Linked DNA regions of Mus musculus: regions 1, 3, 4 and 5 are each linked to region 2. The links are chromatin contacts, called in public Hi-C, HiChIP or PLAC-seq and promoter capture Hi-C maps. All regions are on one chromosome and are shown on one strand. The core of a region is the stretch at or near the end of the contact, and the rest is flanking DNA. Distances in the headings are between cores, read along the strand shown.

Region 1 (3,551 bases), core at 812-3,311, 500 kb before region 2:
GTTCGTATATAAACCTTTGCCAAGTATTTTTTTTTTAATTGGATATCTTATTTTTTGTTTTTGTTTTTAAATTTTTTTAATTTATTGGATATTTTCTTTATTTACATTTCAAGTGTTATCCCATCATCAAGTCCCCACCCCCTTCCTGGAAACCTCCTATCCCATCCCCCCTCTGCCTGCTTCTATGAGTGTGTTCATCCACCTATCCACCCACTCCCATCTCCCCACCCTCGATTCCCCTACACTGGGGTGTCTATTGAGCCTTCATAGGACCAAGGACCTCTCCTTCCATTGATCATGACAAGGCCATCCTCTGCTACATATGCAGCTGGAGCCATGTGTACTCCTTTGTTGATGGCTTAGTCCCTGGGAGCTCTGGGGGGTCTGGTTGATTGATATGGTTGGTCTTCCTATGGGGTTGTAAACCCCTTCAACTCTTTCAGTTCTCTTTCTAACTACTCAATTGGGGACCCCATGCTCAATCTAATGGTTAGCTGCAAGCATCTGCCTCTGTATTTGTAAGGCTCTGGCAGGGCCTCTCAATAGACAGCCATATCAGGCTCCTTTCAGCATGCACTTCTTGGCATCCACAATAGTGTCTGGGTTTGGTAACTGTATATGGGATGAATCCCCAGGTGGGGCAGTCTATGGATAGCCTATCCTTCAGTCTCTGCTCTACACTTTATTTCCATATTTGCTCCTGTGAGTATTTTGTTCTCCTTCTAAGAAGGACCGAAGCACCCACACTTTGGTCTTTCTTCTTCTTGAGCTTCATGTAGTCTGTGAATTGTATATTGGTTATTTGGAGATTTTGGGCTAATATCACTTATCAGTGAGAGCATACCATGTGTATTCTTTTGAGATTGGGTTACCTCATCCAGGATGATATTTTCTAGTTCCATTTATTTGCCTAAGAATTTCATGAATTCATTGCTTGTAATAGCTCCATTGTGTAAATGTACCATATTTTCTGTATCCATTCCTCTGTTTAAGGACATCTGGATTCTGGGTATTATAAATAGGGCTGCTATGAGCATAGTGGAACATGTGTCCTTATTACATGTTGGAACATCTTTTGGGTATATGCCCAGCAATGGTATAGCTGGGTCCCCAGGTAGTACTGTGTCCAATTTTCTGAGGAACCATCAAACTGATTTCCAGAGTAGTTATACGAGCTTGAAATTCCACCAGCAATGGAGGAGTGTTCCTCTTTCTCCACATCCTTGCCAGCATCTGTTGTCACCTGAGTTTTTGATTTTAGATATTTTGACTGGCGTGAGGTGGAATCTCAGGGTTGTTTTGATTTGCATTCCCCTGATGACTAAGGATGTTGAACATTTGGTTAGGTGCTTCTCAGCCATTCGATATTCCTCAGTTGAAAATTTTTTATCTCTGTACCTCATTTTTTAATAGGGTTATTTAGTTCTCTGGAGTCTAACTTCTTGAGTTCTCTGTATATATTGGATATTAGCCCTTTATTTGATGTAGGATTGGTAAAGAATTTTTCCTAATCTGTTAGTTGCTGTTTTGTCCTATTGACAGTGTCCTTTGCCTTACAGAAGCTTTGCAATTTTATCAGGCCCCATTTGTTTATTGTCGATTTAGAGTATAAGCCACTGGTGCTCTGCTCAGGAAAATTTCTCCTGTGCCCAAGTGTTCAAGGATCTTCCCCACTTTCTCTTCTATTAGTTTCAGTGTATCTGGTTTTATGTGGAGGCCCTTGATCTTGAACAATTATTTGAACAAAGCACAGGAAGTTGGGAGGGAAAAATAAGGAATTGGAGGAGAGGGGTTCAGAGGTAGCTTGATCAAAACATATGGTAAACATATATGAAATTCTGAAATAAAAAGTAGTTAAAAAGGATTAACTTTAATGTTTGATATTTTTCTGTAATTCATCATCATCATTATTATTATTATTACTACTACTACTTTGTAAAAAGATAATTAAGCATGCAAAGATAGTTTAAGAAAAGTCATGTTTTGTTACAGAGGGTCCAAAGGCAAGTTGGCACCCTACCCTTTGATGCTTTTTGGAGTGTACCAGAAAGCATGCAGAACTGAGCTCTGTGTCTTGGAAGGGATCATTTCCAGGGAGCCATGGCAGCACGCACAGCAAGCTGCATGCACTTCAGTTGATTTTGTTGAATTTTCAGAAATGAGAGTTTAATGAATTCCAGATGGGGAGACGATAGTTCTGCACTGCTTTCCTATCTTTTCAGGAAGGCTCACAATCCTGAGGTCAGCGGGGCTTTCTGGTTATGTTGAGCTCACCGATGTTGAAATGTGAAGTGACTCTAGGCAGGTAGATAAATGTCAGCTACAGATTCAGAATCCATCTTCAATGTGGAAGCTTGGCTGCCTTTTCTTCCACTGACAAACACACACACCCAGTGTTGTCATTCTTGGGTCTGGATACAGCATTATGGGGACACTAGCAGAGGGGACCTGATTTCAAGAAGGTTTTAGTACTTTGGTTCAACAAAATTAATGCACATGTCCCAGGAAAGAAATCCCAAGTGATAATAGATGTTAATGATAAAAAGCAGCTGTGCAGATGTTATGAGAGAGGAAAGAAGCCAGCTTGGCCCTGTCGTCTCTAAGATGGAGACAGCTGTGATTCCCAGTTTGTGAGAAGCCTATGTTAATGGTACTTATCAACGGTATTAGACATTCTATAACACACAGAACAGTCCTACCTTAGATGAACAATTTTCCTTAATATGACAATTTTGTGAAGCTTGAGAAATCATTTATGTTGAAGGGTGAGAAAGGCTTCATTGAAGAGGTGAGATATTGCCTTCTTTTTTATTCATGATTCTTAGTGTCCATGCTTTACCAGAATCTGTTTTATCCTGAGATACAAAATGAGTGAAACTAGTCCCAGGGCTATGGAGTTTATGGGCTAGAATAAAAACTAAATTTTTAGGAGAAAGATGAAGCATCATTATGATGATCAAGAAAGACTACAATACACTGCAGAGAGGCCCAGCCCAGCCAAAAGGCCAGGAACATCTTCCTCGATGGAAATTTATTTAAAATGCAACTCAAGAAGCCATTGGGAGCTGTTCACATGAGTACATCTAAACCACTGTGTGCCAGGAGTTGGAATGTGAAGGGTGTTGTTTGAGGCAAGAGCTTATACTCAAGCCTGCTTGTGAGTGACAAGGGATGATGATTTAGGCAGTTCTGCATGTCAAAGATGATGAGATGAATCTACCAAAGTAGACAACAGCTTGTATCTGGGAATGCCTAGGGGTGAGTTCATCCCAAAGACAATGGAAGGATACATAAGACTTTTCAAATCTTACAGGGCTGAATTGACAGGATCTGATTTAAGTTTACAAAGTGTGCTCAAGCTTCAGTGTGGAGATGAAGCAGGAGGAGAATTAGATGGCACAGGTATGCCATCAATGTTGATGCGATGTTGGACCACAGGGTGGAGATAATGGTGATGGCAAAAAAAGACAGAGTCGAGAGGTGCTCAGGGGTCTTACAAAGTGAAAAGGGGCATCAGAGAATATTCACAGTCATGCTTTCAAAAATTGGGG
Region 2 (3,377 bases), core at 162-2,661:
ACTTTTCAGGCTCCACAATTGTAGACACAGCACACTCTGGGGTTGACATAGCCTCCAATGGACTCTTTCAAAAATGGTTTCGCCTAATTCTTTCATTTGAAGGTGACAGACACAACAAATTGGTGGCAACTTGTGCTTCTATTCACCTCCTCTTGAATCTCTGTGGTCCTGGATGAGCGGTGACACATTCCAGCTATTACCCGGTCCCTGTTTAGCATCATGGAACCCTCACAGAGGCCCCGAACTGTCACCGGCGCCCCTATCCCCTACCAGGGCACATTTGCAACCTGCCAATACCAGGATGTGATTGTGGCAAATGGGAACATCCTTAGGTCTTGCAGCTAAGAAACTCATTGATGAGGTTCCTTATGCAAAAGCACCCGAGGCCACCAACAAGGCCCGATATGGGAGGAAAACCTGAAGACATCGTTCCTTTACCCTATCCTGAGGGAAAAGGATCGCCAAGCATGGCTGTAGGGGCAGGGATCCACGGTTTCTGACTTTATCCTGTAATTTCCCCTCTTCACAACCTTGTATGTTGTTTAGAACTTGGTGAGTTGATCACTTCCTTAGAAGGAGAACTGAACAACGCGTCAATAAAGCTGCCTTCCCAAGGCATTTACTTTGCGTTCCAAGATAAACTTTTTGCCCCCATGCTCACTCAGTAAACTCCCAAGATACTTGCGGAGTACCAATTAGCCCAGCTGTTTCTGTCCATGAGGTAACCCTCTCCTAATTCCCATTAGGGCTACTTGGGAACCTCTTGCTCTATTTCCTTGGATGGCAGATTTATTCATTTCTCTGATCTATCCTTTTCAAGAACTGAGAGCCTTGCTGGGCCCAGCTCGCCTGTAAGAATCCGCGGCGGGCCCCTCACCACCCCCAAAGCACACCCCAGTCTTCTTATGATGACACAGAAGAACTGAATCTTAAACTTCCACTTTCTTCCCACCCGCGATCCGCCGGGGGCACGCACTTACCTGGAGCTTAGGCAGGCCTAGCAGACGCCACGTCTCTGGTTTGGGTTGAACTGCCTCCAGCCCTTTATACAGCCCATCCTGCAAAGTAGCCACGTAGGAGCCACCGGGCAAGGGGCGGGTAGCCAAAGAAGGTCTCTTCCAGGCGAGGAAGGGAGTTCGAAAAAAGTCACCAGTTGGGTGAGCTTGCACTCTGGTGGCACAAATAGAACTCCTGGGGTGTGTAGAGAGCCCCCTGGGGAGTGTTTGGGGGTCCCATCTCGGGAAGAGGCGGGGCTAGAGGAGGGGCCTGGGAAGGTCAGGGGTGGGTGGGGCGCTCAGTTTGCACGCGGGAGGGGCGGAGTAGGGGAGGTGCGGCGGAGGGGGCGGGGCGGGGGCGGGGCGAGGCGAGGCGGTCCTGTGCTCCCCGCCCCGAGCTCTGGGCCCGCTCACCCAGCGCTGGTCTACTCGCTAGGAAGGCGGCGTCAGCAGCGGCTGCTCACGCTGTGCCCACTCCCGCGCGCGCTGCGCTCCCGCCGCGGGTGGGCTCCTCAGCCCTTGGCTGACGGTGGCCCCAGCCTTGTGGCGACCTCTGTATCCCACCTTCCCACTGCGGGGGCGTCCCGGCACGTGCAATCCTTTTTGGGGGTGTTCTTGGTTCCCACGCGCAGCTACTAAGCAGAGGGTACCCAACTTTGCCACCTCACCGGTCGCCCTCTCTCGGCGCGAGCCTGTCCACTCAGCTGCACAACTGGAGACTCCGGCAGACTAGCTGGTCCCCAGCCTGGCGCGCTGCGAGAGGAGGATAGCTCTGGAGAAGTGGCGGGGTGCAGTGGTGGCGGCTGCCTCGACTTCCCTCGTAGTACACTGAAGAGGACCCTTGGAGCAGCTCCGGGCCCCGGGGCGCTGGATGACTAGCAGGAGGAACGCGCCCGGCATCTGGTGAGCTCTCTCCCCGCAGAGTCCCTGAGTGTCATAGCTGAGACCCTGCACGTGTGAACTGGACTCGGCACTGGTCCATTTGCGGGTGGTGTAAGTCTCTGGTAGGGTCACTCTGCAGACACCTGGGTGGGGACAACCTGGCAGAGGCGCGTGCAGGACTACCATCAAAGCGGGGGCGGTCGCAGTGGAGATAGTGCACGGGCTGGAAGTTTGTGTCTTAGCCTTTCCCTGGATACGAGCGTGGATTGAGAAGGTCCGGGTGTGCGACCGGTCAGTGGGCAAGCCTGCACCTCGGCCAGCACCTTTCAGGTACCCGTGGAGATCTGTGTGCGTAATCCGCGCTAGGCCAGGCTTGCTTGGTGGGATCTGGAACCGGGATTGGTGGTCGGAATCGCCTACCTCCCTGCACGGTGGACTAGGGGACATTTATTTTCCTGCTCTCTGCACAGGGGCTCTGCGGTGTTCGTGAAAATCTGGGGTTAGTGGGACCAGGGCACAACTCCGCCAGGGTGTTTTGCTGAGGAAGACTAAGGCAGGGATGGCGAAGCCTGGGGCTTCAGCAGGATGAGCTCCAATCGCAGAGCCCCCGTCTGCGGGCAGCCCAGCCGCACGCATTTCATACCCGGGTTCACGGTCTGGGGCCAGGAGAAGATCGGTGCTCAGGATATTCCGAGGAACTGTTGGAGGGGAGTGATCTCCGGCGATCGCCCTTGGAATTGGGCCCAGAGCGGGTAGGTCCCGGTCCCGGTACCCCTCACCTCCCGCCCCGGGCTTTGGCGGGAAGCGCTTTCACGTCCTTTTTTGTTGTTTGTACCTGGATGCGGTTGCCTTGAGTTGGGTTTTAACTTTCCTGCGCCTGCGGCGTCCCGGAGATTCCCGGCAGGGGGCGCCAAGAGCGAGCTTTCGGAGAGGATGTCACAGAGCTTGTTAGTGTTTTTGTCCTGGGCAAATGGGTCAGGGGTCCTAGGCAGCAGTAAAACACAGATTTTTGCTGTGATTTCCGCGCTAGGCCAGGCTTGCTTGGTGGGATCTGGAACCGGGATTGGTGGTCGGAATCGCCTACCTCCCTGCACGGTGGACTAGGGGACATTTTCCTGCTCTCTGCACAGGGGCTCTGCGGTGTTCGTGAAAATTTGGGGTTAGTGGGACCAGGGCACAACTCCGCCAGGGTGTTTTGCTGAGGAAGACTAAGGCATTTCATACCCGGGTTCACGGTCTGGGGCCAGGAGAAGATCGGTGCTCAGGATGTTCCGAGGAACTGTTGGAGGGGAGTGATCTCTGGCGATCGCCCTTGGCGATCCTCTTTTCCTCTCAAAAGGAAGAGTTGAGAGAAGTGTTCTCTTTACCCAGGAGAGCTTTTTAGCGTAGTTAAGCGACAGAAAAGTTGGACGGAAGCCGTCTATCTGGAAAGGTTTCTTCCTAAGACACATTCCTACAAACTCCTCAGGGTACACATTTTTCTCCTTTGACAATTGGACT
Region 3 (3,622 bases), core at 732-3,231, 370 kb after region 2:
GGAATCCCAAGGGTGAGGGCACCTGTGCCAGCCTTTCAAATCTCTGGCAGTCAAAAGGCTGTAAAACCATACATCTGTGGGCTTATTATATTCTGGGACACAGGGTCTTCATTGAAATGGGTTTTTGTGATGCCACTAACCTCTGGATATCTATGGAGGAACCATGTGGCTAACAATTGTGAGCAGTAATAGGTGTGAAAATGAATTATTCAGTATATGATAACTCTCAGTGGTAGTGCTAGGATCTAGTGCCCCAGGATAAGCTAATATTTTATTTGAATACAGAGAAAGAGAGAGAAAGAGAGAGAGAGAGAGAGAGAGAGAGAGAGAGAGAGAGAATATAAGATAAAGTAGGCTCATGCCCCTAAGAAGAAACATCAATGCTGTCCCAAAACTCCATCATTCCGGATCATCTATAGGATATGTCTTGTTCCTAACACCCTTGCAGTTTATTCCAAAGGTCCCATTGTTATATAATCAATTAGTGAGGGGAAGGAAATCTTGGAGGTACAGGGAAAGCCAAATGTCATAAATGCTTTCCAATTCCCAGCTACAAGCTATCTCTCCAGCCCTACCCTCTTTTTTTCCTAGGGAATGTCCAGTGTTGTCTACAATGTATTTTTAAGTTTAGTTGGGTTGGTTTGGAAGCACTTAGGCCCAGGTGCTTAGGAAATGGAAGAGGACTATGAACACTAGTTGACTAGCTCTGTAATGTTTATAGTGTTGGAAACTGAAAATGAATTCTGGACTCTGACAGAGTTCTGCTCTAGAGGAGCTTGGTAGCTTTGCTTAGAGCAATTCCCCTAAGCAAGACATACCGGAAGGCTTATGTAGAAGTGACATTTTTACTATACTATTTGCAAACCCCTGCAGTGCTCAGGCCATTCTGTTTCTATACAGGGAGCCCGAGGCAGGAAATTCATAGTACACACCTGTCACTGATCATTTTGACCATGGCTCCAATGTACTTCATCCTCACTGTCTCAGCTCACACATGTGACTTGCTCTAGAATCAAATGGGATGATGTATACATTATAAAGTCGAAAGGTCTCTGCATGTTCTTAATGTAGATGGTTTTTTTTCTTTTCTTTCTTTTTCTTTTCTTTTCTTTTCTTTTCTTTCTTTCTTTCTTTCTTCCTTTCTTTCTTTTTTAAATGTGTAACCATTGTTATACATTATGTGTAAACATGGTTATACAATGTTTCCTGCAGGATGGTACTGTGAAATGAAATCTGTATAACATTTCTCTGATATCAAAAAGAGCTGAAGAACAGTACAGGGATAGTTTTATGAGTTGTAGTGTGAATGTTGTTAGTACACAGTGACAGTTATTAGTGATCCTCTTTTATATGTCTTTGATTTCTAACTTTAACCAAAGACTGTTTGAAACTTGTTCTGCGCATGTTTGTGCAAGCCCAGTTTGAGGCAGATGTAACTCCCTTCTGAGTGTTGATCATTCACTGTATAACAGGGATGGTTGGGGTGTAGCCAAGAGACATCTGCTAGCCAAGCATAGCTGGAAGGAAACCAGTTTCCCAAGTTACTCTGTTAGATCCAAATTCTCCTAGGACTTGCTGGGGTCAAGACAGGGTCACAGGCGGGACAACATGGGTCTGTGCCATGTGTGGCATTGCTTGCATTCATTGACTAGGAGTGTAGTTGCAAAGCATGAGATAACTCATTATTTTCACTGTGCTTTCATTCAGTGAGTTCAGGTCACCTCAGCTTCTTCAGCTCAGGAAACTAAACCACCTAAATCATGGGTAGGAGTACCAACAGAGGTATGGTGCCCGCTGTCTGTCACGCTATCGTCCATCAACTATCTGGAATCCACAGTGGCTGGAGCCACCAGGTGCAGATGCAATAAGAGAATGGTTCTTGTTTAAGTGCATCCTCAGCCTCCATGGTAGAAGAGACGCTCATGTGGCTGAATCTCCCCTCTGTTTATTTTTCACCTGCTCACAGCTAAACGACAAGCGAGCACAGCTCCACTGTGAGCCCATACACTGGGCTTCTGTGTGCCACAGTTGGTATGCTTGTGTTTGGCTCTTAGTATTCCCTCTGAGAAGGAAATTCTAAACACTATGAACCAAGCATCTCTCTGTGTGTCTTCCAATGTGCTTTTCCAAGTGTCCTCTTCCTATGGAAGGACGAGAAAGCATCCCCAGTTAGAACTCACAAGAAGACTCTATCTGGTAAACACAGCATGCTTGGATTTTTTAAATTATTTATGGAAAATATAGTACTTTGTTTTTTAGAGAAACAATTTTAATTCTCCATAAATATGCTTAGTGAAGCACATTGATTAAGAATGAGCTAATAATAGGATTATGTAAAAAAAAATTTTTTTGCCAAATACATTCTTTAGTAAACTATCAATAATTTGGTTGTACTCTTAGGAACTCTATTTCATAAATGGAACTTTGCAATATTTAAAAAGAGAAAGTGATCTTATGCAAATAATGTGCTTCAAATGTAAATATGATACTTTTGAAGGAGAAAATTGTCTCATGAGAATCTTTATATTTTTCATTTTGTTGGTTATCTGTTTTTCAAAGACTATTTATGTAATTTCACAGTAGTTTTTACATTTCTGCCACATTTTCCTTTATTATTGAGTCAAGTCTGAAACTCTCATTGTTCACATGAAGGTAGGAAGTCCAGATGTCAGTTTAGTGTCCTACTCAAGGTCACATACCTCCTTCAGTGACTCACTCAGACCAGGGCCAGCCTGTCTGCCCCCACATCCATGCTATATTGATGGTTCCCTCTATGCAGAGAAGTTGCCACAGATAGGGTCTGATCTTGTGAGCCACTGAGTTCACTTTCTACTACAATTGTTTTTCAAGATATACTGTCTAGGTCAGAGGTTCTCAACCTATGGGTCGCAACACCCCAAGAGACTATTGAAAAACAAAGATATTTATGTTATGAATCATAACAGTAGAAAATTGTAGTTATAAAGTAGTGAGGAAATAATTTTATACCTGTGGATCACTACAACTATTAAAGATCGCAACACTTGGGGAGATGAAGAACTGCTGCTCTAGGACCAAGAACACCAGATGTTTTAGCTATGCTGTCTTCTATCAGCTTCCTCATCTTTGCCCTTGCCCTGTGGTAGATGAAACCAGCATAGAACAGGCTCCCAAAGCATCCCAAACTGAGTATCTATCCCAGTTGTTCTCAGGGTGACCATACATCCTTGGGGGAGGCTGCTGCCAGTCCACTGTTCATCTTCACTGTAGCTCAGAAAACAGCCTGCTGGCACGAGCACTTATCTAGAAGTTATTTTAGAAGAAAAATATCTTAAAGTTATACTTTAGTCAGGTTTTATCACAAACCTGACTTATTTTAATGTGAACATGGTTCGATGCTGCCATTTAATAAATCTTATAGATAATCACTCAAATGATGAAGCCAAACCGAGGTTCTTGGAGTGGCAGTCATCTCTGGGAATATCATTTCTATGTGATGACTGAGCACACATATTTATCTCTTTCCTAACATGAGCTGATATTTTCAAGGTTCTGAGGTACCAAGGATCTAACATCCCAGCTGTAGGTCAGTGTTTGACAATACCTCATGAGTGCCACCTCTTGGGCCCTTTGCTCTTGGTGT
Region 4 (3,491 bases), core at 475-2,974, 290 kb after region 2:
ATTAATATATGATTTCCTTTTCCCTCTCTTCATGAATAATGTGAAGCCTTAGAAAAGCTGTGCTTTCTAATTAAGTCTGGATTTGAGTCTGGTTGATAGAGCAGCAGGATCTCCCGAAGCTTCCCCTCTACTTCAAAGCAGAGAAACATCAATGGGTCCTGTTTCACTATTGTCTAATAAACATGTATGAGTAGTTGCTGTTTTTCAGTATTCTGGACAAAGTAATGAAATATTTATGAAAACTCATACTCTTTTTCTTTTTGCAATTTCTTCTCCTTGTCCTTGGCTAATATTTATCTTGAAAATGTGAAGGCTACTTGAGCACCCGCTAGAATTGAGAAGCTGTTTGTTTACCAGCAGCAGCAGCATGGATGGAGATCTAAGAACTTTGATGGCATTTGATTCATATTCTCTCTTAATCCTGGGGCTCACCCTGCTGCCCAGACCTCTTGTGTTTATTCAGGAGAATATTAATATTTTCCCTTTTTTGCATTCCCTTCAGGTTTCCTACTTGGTAGACAAGAGCTCCATCCTCAGCTCTCTGTTTAAGGTCCCACCAGGTCACTCATCCTAAGCATAACTCCTCTATAGCCCAGGCAGGCTCGACACTCATCATCTTTCTTCTCAGACGTGCATCACATACATCAACATATATTTCATGTGTGTCTCCATATATGTCCTTGATTGAGATTTATGCAGGTCTGTTTCTGTCTCTGTCTCTGTCTCTGTCTCTGTCTCTGTCTCTGTCTCTGTCTCTCTCTCTCTCTCTCTCTCTCTCTCTGTGTGTGTGTGTGTGTGTGTGTGTGTGTGTGTGTGTGTGTCAGAGACAGAGAAACAAGGTTAGAGAGGGTGAAAAAAAGAGAGGAAGACAGAGGGGTGGTAGAGCCAACCTTGAGTATCATTTTTCTTGTACCCTGGTACCACCTACCCTGGTGGGTCTTATTTTTTTTAATTAGATATTTTCTTCATTTACATTTCAAATGCTATCCTGAAAGTACCATATACCCTTCTCCTCCCCTGCTCCCCAACCCACCCACTCCAACTTCCTGGCCCTGGTATTCCCCTGTACTGGGGCATATGATCTTCACAAGACCAAGGCCTCTCCTCCCATTGATGGCCGACTAGGCCATCCTCTGCTACATTTGCAACTAGAGACACAGCTTTGGGGGGTACTGGTTAGTTCATATTGTTGTTCCTCCTGTAGGGTTGCAGACCCCTTTAGCTCCTTGGTTACTTTCTCTAGCTCCTTCATTAGAAGCCATGTGTTTCCTGATATAGCTATCTCTTGTAAGGCTATGCCAGTGCCTGGCAAATACAGAAGTGGATGCTCACGGTCAATTATTGGATGGAACACAGGTCCCCTAATGAAAGAGCTAGAGAAAGTATCTTACTTTCTTTTTACCATGCTTTCTTAACTTGCCTAAAACTCCCCGGTGAAGCTAGACCACCGGGGCAGTCAGGCAGTCCTGCCTGATGCTACCTCCTCAGAACTGGGACTGTAAGCAAGTGCACTCACACCCGGCTTTTGAAACAGTGCTGAAGCTCCTGCCCTCCTGCATTGCTTTCATACCAAGCACTTTACTAACATAGCTCTCTCTCCATTCCCCAATATTTAACTTTAACAACAATACCAACTCAACAAGAGCCATTGTGGGCAACTCCTCTGCTGAAGTGTTTCACCATACAGAAGTGCTCATAGCTATGTAACCAGAACCCCTTTTTCTGTTCAATGACATCAACCCCTTTGGTAATAAAAGCTTAAATTCATAATGAGTTCTTTGTTGCTAAAGGAATGTATCAGCTCATTGATTCTCTTCTATATTTAAATAAGAGCAAAGGTGCAACAGGGAGTTTTCTATAAACAGATGTAAGAAAGAAGCCTATTAAAGTTCACACAAGGGTAGCAGTGAGTTTATTTTCATTTTTGGAGTCTGCACGTCACAGTGCTGTGTGTACAGCTCTTACCTCTGTGCTGGTATCTTCACTGTTTTTGGAAATATGTGCCGTCCTGGATGGAATCCAAGGCAGTTCTTGTGTGAGACGCTGCCCTCATGGCACCCTGACCCAGGAAAGGACCTCAGAATTAACACACTCTCTTATCAGAGGTCATCAATAACAACTGCATTCTTGATGATTCCACACGATCATAATAAACAGACATGGCACTGTTCCTGTTTGCGAAACACCAAGTGGGTTCTGTGTGGATTGTTTTCTCATTGTCTTGTGTTTGTTGAGAGGGATGAGCCATCCTGCACAGTTGTTATGACTGCCTTGGTTGTGTATCAGTGTTTGGCAACAGCAGCCTGACCTTATATTCTCCTAGGTTTGGAAACTTGAGAAACAATTCTTCCTGGCAGGTGGTGGAGGCTGGTATTTTCCTGCATGTTATTTTACTTTGGTTTATATTGGGTTGAGTGTAGTTTCTTCTTTGACATTTTCTGACCCAAAAAAGATTGTTCCTCACAAGATTTCCTGAAAATAACGTCACTGGTCCATAACTGAATCTTCAGAAATCTAATTTTAACAGCTAGGGGAAAAATTACAAGAAGAAGATATGAAAAAATATATAGACTTCCCACATAAAAAGTCTACATACCACAAAAATAGTAGAAAAGAACAAAAGTCAGTGTTTGGACTGGTGTTAAATGACTCACAAACTTAAGTTGTAAATCACCTCTGTCTTCAAAACTGGCATTATCATCTTAAGTATCGAAGTTCTCTGTGGGACTAGACGTGCTAATCTACCTGTCAACTTGATCAGCATGAGTTAGCTTTGAAAAGTTTGTAATGTATGAAGCATCATGGTTTTAAATCGAGCCAGTATTCTGGGCATGGACCAGTCATGCCCTGACTGGCATGTATACAAGGATTGTGGTAGCTAGAATATGCAGTTATCCCTGGCATTATCCACGAGTGTTGATGCATGACACACTGTGCAATAAGCTCTGTAGTTTTGAATGATTCAGGTGACTCTGCTTCATGGTCTCCTTTGCTGGGAGCTTGTCCTTGTTTTCCAGAGGCAATCAATCTTGTTTACCAGTAACTGTGACTAAAGGTACTGCTGTTTTGACTGTGAAGCAGACTTTAAAGAGGACTTGTCCTCTTTAAATGTCTTAATTTGAAAGTTGAATGTAAGCCCATGACTGGATGCCCTGTATTTGGTATTAATTTTATGCCAGACTGAAGGTGCTGGCACAAGAGTGAGCTGAAATGATCTAATCTAGCCACCAGGACCCAATTATTTCCCACCTTTCCGGAAAAAAGGCCCTAACTTTTGTTTGGTCTCTTTGTAGGCTGTGGAGTGGGAGTGTGACGAAGCCACCAAGAAGGCCTGTTACAGCAAGGGCAAATCGAAGGTAAGGACAGAGAAATATACAGATACCCCACTGTGCACTGAGGACTGTGTATAACATATCTGGTTTCCTGCAAAATGAGGCATATATAAAGAGGATATGTTCCATGTTTCAAAATTTAGTGTAAATGTTCACAAT
Region 5 (3,372 bases), core at 681-3,180, 390 kb before region 2:
GTAACTACACTTTGATACTTGCAAATGATGAGACCACCTATTGACACATTTCTGAGACCATTGCTCTTGTTTCTGTTGTTATTTTTATTTATTTTGTTATGAGCCACCCACCATTTTGCTTTGTTTTTTAAAAAAGGAGTCTCACTAGGAGGCCTTGACTGACCTCAAACTTACAGGAATCCCTCTGCCTCTCAGATGCCAAGATTTAATGCTGATTCTGCCACACCTGGCTTGATTTATTGTTTGTTATTGCTATTTTTAAGTGGCATGTAACTGCATATATAATGAGGAGAGAGAGGAGAAGGAGAAAGAGAGATGTTATGGAATTTGCTCTCGTGATGACAGAGCTTGACGGTCCATAGTTTGCGGTCACGTACGAGGCCTTCTGCTGCCAGGCTTACCTCTTGCTTGGTTGTGGTGTCTGCTGTTTCTTCTATTCAGGTCTTCAGCTGATTGAATGAGATTCATGTACCTTATGGAAGACACTCCATTTTCCTTGGAGTCCACTAATTGAGATATACACCTCAGCCAGAATGGTACCTTCCCAGTCTGACCACTTACAGGAATATAATTTGACATGGACAATGAACCATCACACTACTATTCTTCAAAAACACAAAACATTTTATTGCCGTTATGTTGGTTACTGCCATTAGCACTCTACTGTAGGCAGAGGGGTTGACCTGTGCTGGGTTAGTGGCAGAAAGGTGGCATCTTGGGAACATATATTGAGGTGGGGATCTTTTTCTCTTCTTGTCAGTCACTGCAAGAGTATGCAGTGCTTTAGTTTGGGTGTGTGTGCTTGTCCTCAAATAGGCCTTTCAGAGTCTCTGGGATAGATGCAAGGCCACTTACTGGGGACGGTTGGGGGTGATGCTGCCACGTGTTCTATTTGAGGTGTTTACCGGTCAGGATTTTTTAAAAAAAAATCAGTCATGTGGATAGTTAGAAAGACCTGATTACTAACATCTTTTTTATGCTGTGTGTCTGGATTGGACAGTGAACCAATGAGGTCAATATATGAGAAAGAGTCAGTAGTGCATGGAGGGATCCAGTGAAAGCTTGAATCTGTGTGGAAACCAATGGATCATTCCTGGGTGCTCAAGCAGCTTTGCAAGCTAAAGGAAGGTACTACATGGCAGTAGCTTTGTAAAATAATGTGTAAGAAAAAGTTGGGTATGTCAAGGTGCACTGAATGAGTGTACCCCAAAATGTGACAGATGTCCAGAAATGTGCCACCCGAGTCTGCTTGTAGAGTCACCGTGGCTGCTCAGAGGGAGCTCCGCTCAGAGGAGTACAGAACAAGCAGCCACGATGTCTGGTCATCATGAGCTTCAAAAGCCCTGCTGAAGCTTTCACATAAAACCTGCTGGAAGGCACGCTGCTCGGAGAGATGTTTTCCTCTGCCCTTTCTTGCTGCTGTCATGTTCTTCAAAAACGAGCACCGAGATTTGTTTCCATGGTGGAAGGCTTTCTAGTACAAATCCATTTGTGATGGCAAATGTATCTCTATTAGGGTATTTTAGCTTAAATCAATTATATAAGTGCTTTGTAAGACATTTATTCTGCCCAGTGTTTCATCTGCATGAAGGGTTTGAAGAACTGTTTGATCTTTTCCTTTTCTGAAATTCCTTTGCAAGAGTGATGGGTTTACTAAAATTTACTGTGAAGCTAACCTGATTACTTTGAGCTATCTGTAAGAGGATTAGCCTGTTCAGGGGAGGATAGATTCTAATCCCATGACTAATATTTTGGCCAATATAGTACAATTCCTTCTGATTATGAAAATTGGTTAGTAACCATTTTAGCATGCTCTGTCCTTTTCTGGCTACAATGAGGAGAACTGAAATGTTTCTGTTGGAACGTGGCTATAGGTTAGAGCTGCACTGAGCTAATCGCTGTGTAGGAGGGAAGCTTGCCATGTGGCAGGAGGGACCAAGGGCAAAAGTTCTCTGGTTGTTGACATCTGTATGCAGTCATTATATCCAAGTGTTTCCCATTATTTAATCAAGGTTGAATTGAGAATGCTGAACGGAGTGGTGTTGGCCATGTTTGTCTCAGAGGAATGTGGTCTTGGCCAGGTTGGAGTTCAGTTTCTAGGGTAAGATTTCCAAAGGGTTTCTTTGGTTTTTTTTTTTTTTTTGTTTTTGTTTTTTAAATAAAAGAAGAAGAAGTCTGTTTGTGTTTATTCTGATCCAAGATTCAGAAAATTAATTTACATCAACTTTCAAGCTGAAGAGGGTGCCTTGCAGACTTGGTGGTCTTACTTTGAGACTTAAAATCCTTGGCCTGATTAAGATAAAACTTGGTGCTATTCTTGAAATGAAGAAAATCTGGGAACAGGGTTTGGTGATCAAAACAATGGATCTGTTTGGAGACTTTTGAGAGTTTATAAAAATGGCAGAGTAGAAAATTGAGATTGGGATTGCATTAGTGACACTATGTTTACCCTGTTCCCTGTGTTTCCTGACCCCTGTCAGCTAACCGGATCTGTCACTATCCTGCATTTGTTCAAAGCACCACCAGGTTGTTCAGTCTGGAGAATGGAGCATCATTCTGACACCCCCACTCTTCAGAGTTCAGAGCTCCACTATTACATCACCTGGGACATAGCCACAGTCAGATTTAACATGAATAGAGATGCCAATCTAATCTGCTCTCACGACTCAGCCCTCAGCTCTCTTCAGCCATATGAAGTCTGTTGTATTTATCCCAGATTGAGACCCCATCGTTGCTGGTTCTCCATCATTCCTGAAATAAGAGCCCCTCTTTGCTATGATTGACAGCATTCCTGTTCTGGGTCCCAGAGTATTATTATAGTTTCATCACCTGGTCACCCATCTCATCTTAGAGCACATGATACTATTATTCCCAAAAAAGAGGGTCCCAGTACATTGTCTGATGTGCATATTTCCAGAGCCCTCCCTCACACTTTAGTGACCAACACTCACATATGCTTCAGTTCTTATAGACATGGGATGTACTACCTAGGCTTGACTTACTCCTTATTTTCAAATGAATATCTGAAACATGTACACATTTGTGGACCAAGAATGATGTTTGGATATATATATACACCCACCCTTCAGAGAATACATCACCTGGGTCACAACCACAGTCAAATCTAACATTAATAGAGATGGCAATCATATATATATATATATGTATATATATATATGTATATGTGTGTGTGTGTGTGTGTATGCAACATATATGTTGCAATCCAGGCAGTTGGCATATTCAGCACCTTAATGTGCTTTTCTGAGCATCCAAAAATTAATTATAATTATATTAATTATAGTATAATTAATTATATTAATCACTTTGAAATATTATAATATAAAAACACTGAAAATACTTATTTATTACTTA

What was found. Promoter capture Hi-C pulls out the DNA fragments that hold promoters and counts their contacts. Hi-C and Micro-C count contacts between places; a contact is called where the count stands out from the background. HiChIP or PLAC-seq counts read pairs in DNA pulled down with a chosen protein or histone mark.
Region 1: a contact with region 2 is called in an H3K4me3 HiChIP or PLAC-seq map of craniofacial prominence, with 6 times the contacts expected there. The contact joins the enhancer-like site here to the promoter of Sema5a in region 2. A contact is called at or near these places in 7 of 39 promoter capture datasets (the 3T3-L1 cell line, embryonic stem cells, frontonasal cranial neural crest and 4 more), 1 of 484 Hi-C or Micro-C datasets (uterus) and 3 of 115 datasets of contacts at active chromatin or transcription factors (craniofacial prominence, embryonic forebrain and embryonic limb bud).
Region 3: a contact with region 2 is called in an H3K4me3 HiChIP or PLAC-seq map of neural progenitor cells, with 8 times the contacts expected there. The contact joins the enhancer-like site here to the promoter of Sema5a in region 2. A contact is called at or near these places in 9 of 39 promoter capture datasets (the 3T3-L1 cell line, the C10 cell line, cranial neural crest and 5 more), 1 of 15 datasets of contacts at CTCF or cohesin (large pre-B cells), 4 of 484 Hi-C or Micro-C datasets (the HL-1 cell line, the NIH/3T3 cell line, granulosa cells and 1 more), 10 of 115 datasets of contacts at active chromatin or transcription factors (craniofacial prominence, embryonic forebrain, embryonic limb bud and 6 more) and 3 of 9 other capture datasets (embryonic stem cells, liver and pancreatic islet).
Region 4: a contact with region 2 is called in a Hi-C map of granulosa cells, with 3 times the contacts expected there. The contact joins the enhancer-like site here to the promoter of Sema5a in region 2. A contact is called at or near these places in 4 of 39 promoter capture datasets (liver, stem cell-derived epiblast-like cells and trophoblast stem cells), 3 of 15 datasets of contacts at CTCF or cohesin (the NIH/3T3 cell line and large pre-B cells), 5 of 484 Hi-C or Micro-C datasets (the HL-1 cell line, brown adipocytes, granulosa cells and 1 more), 8 of 115 datasets of contacts at active chromatin or transcription factors (craniofacial prominence, embryonic forebrain, embryonic hindbrain and 5 more) and 3 of 9 other capture datasets (adipose tissue, embryonic stem cells and liver).
Region 5: a promoter capture Hi-C map of second pharyngeal arch cranial neural crest shows a contact between it and region 2, with 4 times the contacts expected there. The contact joins the enhancer-like site here to the promoter of Sema5a in region 2. A contact is called at or near these places in 5 of 39 promoter capture datasets (embryonic stem cells, hippocampal neurons, maxillary cranial neural crest and 2 more), 1 of 484 Hi-C or Micro-C datasets (embryonic fibroblasts) and 2 of 115 datasets of contacts at active chromatin or transcription factors (large pre-B cells and stem cell-derived neural progenitor cells).

Annotation. Positions count from the first base shown.
Region 1 is chr15:31,739,705-31,743,255 of GRCm38.p6, forward strand. No RefSeq gene overlaps it. Among named protein-coding and RNA genes, the nearest start is that of Gm32383, 110 kb to the left of the region's middle. Within about 2 kb of position 2,062, at least 6 of the 459 cell types and tissues checked have an H3K27ac peak or open chromatin away from gene starts, as enhancers often do. A contact at or near this core is called in craniofacial prominence and second pharyngeal arch cranial neural crest, where this site is marked.
Region 2 is chr15:32,243,402-32,246,778 of GRCm38.p6, forward strand. Sema5a (sema domain, seven thrombospondin repeats (type 1 and type 1-like), transmembrane domain (TM) and short cytoplasmic domain, (semaphorin) 5A) reads left to right here and starts at 1,412. Exons shown (of 23, transcript NM_009154.2): 1 at 1,412-1,898. It overlaps Snhg18 (small nucleolar RNA host gene 18), which reads right to left and starts at 1,261. Exons shown (of 2, transcript NR_038186.1): 1 at 981-1,261.
Region 3 is chr15:32,609,435-32,613,056 of GRCm38.p6, forward strand. All of the region lies in intron 12 of Sema5a (sema domain, seven thrombospondin repeats (type 1 and type 1-like), transmembrane domain (TM) and short cytoplasmic domain, (semaphorin) 5A), which reads left to right. Among named protein-coding and RNA genes, the nearest start is that of Gm41289, 160 kb to the right of the region's middle. Within about 2 kb of position 1,982, at least 11 of the 459 cell types and tissues checked have an H3K27ac peak or open chromatin away from gene starts, as enhancers often do. A contact at or near this core is called in neural progenitor cells and neural stem cells, where this site is marked.
Region 4 is chr15:32,535,372-32,538,862 of GRCm38.p6, forward strand. It overlaps Sema5a (sema domain, seven thrombospondin repeats (type 1 and type 1-like), transmembrane domain (TM) and short cytoplasmic domain, (semaphorin) 5A), which reads left to right. Exons shown (of 23, transcript NM_009154.2): 6 at 3,294-3,356. Among named protein-coding and RNA genes, the nearest start is that of Gm41289, 240 kb to the right of the region's middle. Within about 2 kb of position 1,725, at least 11 of the 459 cell types and tissues checked have an H3K27ac peak or open chromatin away from gene starts, as enhancers often do. A contact at or near this core is called in granulosa cells, where this site is marked.
Region 5 is chr15:31,853,476-31,856,847 of GRCm38.p6, forward strand. No RefSeq gene overlaps it. Among named protein-coding and RNA genes, the nearest start is that of Gm32383, 220 kb to the left of the region's middle. Within about 2 kb of position 1,931, at least 3 of the 459 cell types and tissues checked have an H3K27ac peak or open chromatin away from gene starts, as enhancers often do. A contact at or near this core is called in second pharyngeal arch cranial neural crest, where this site is marked.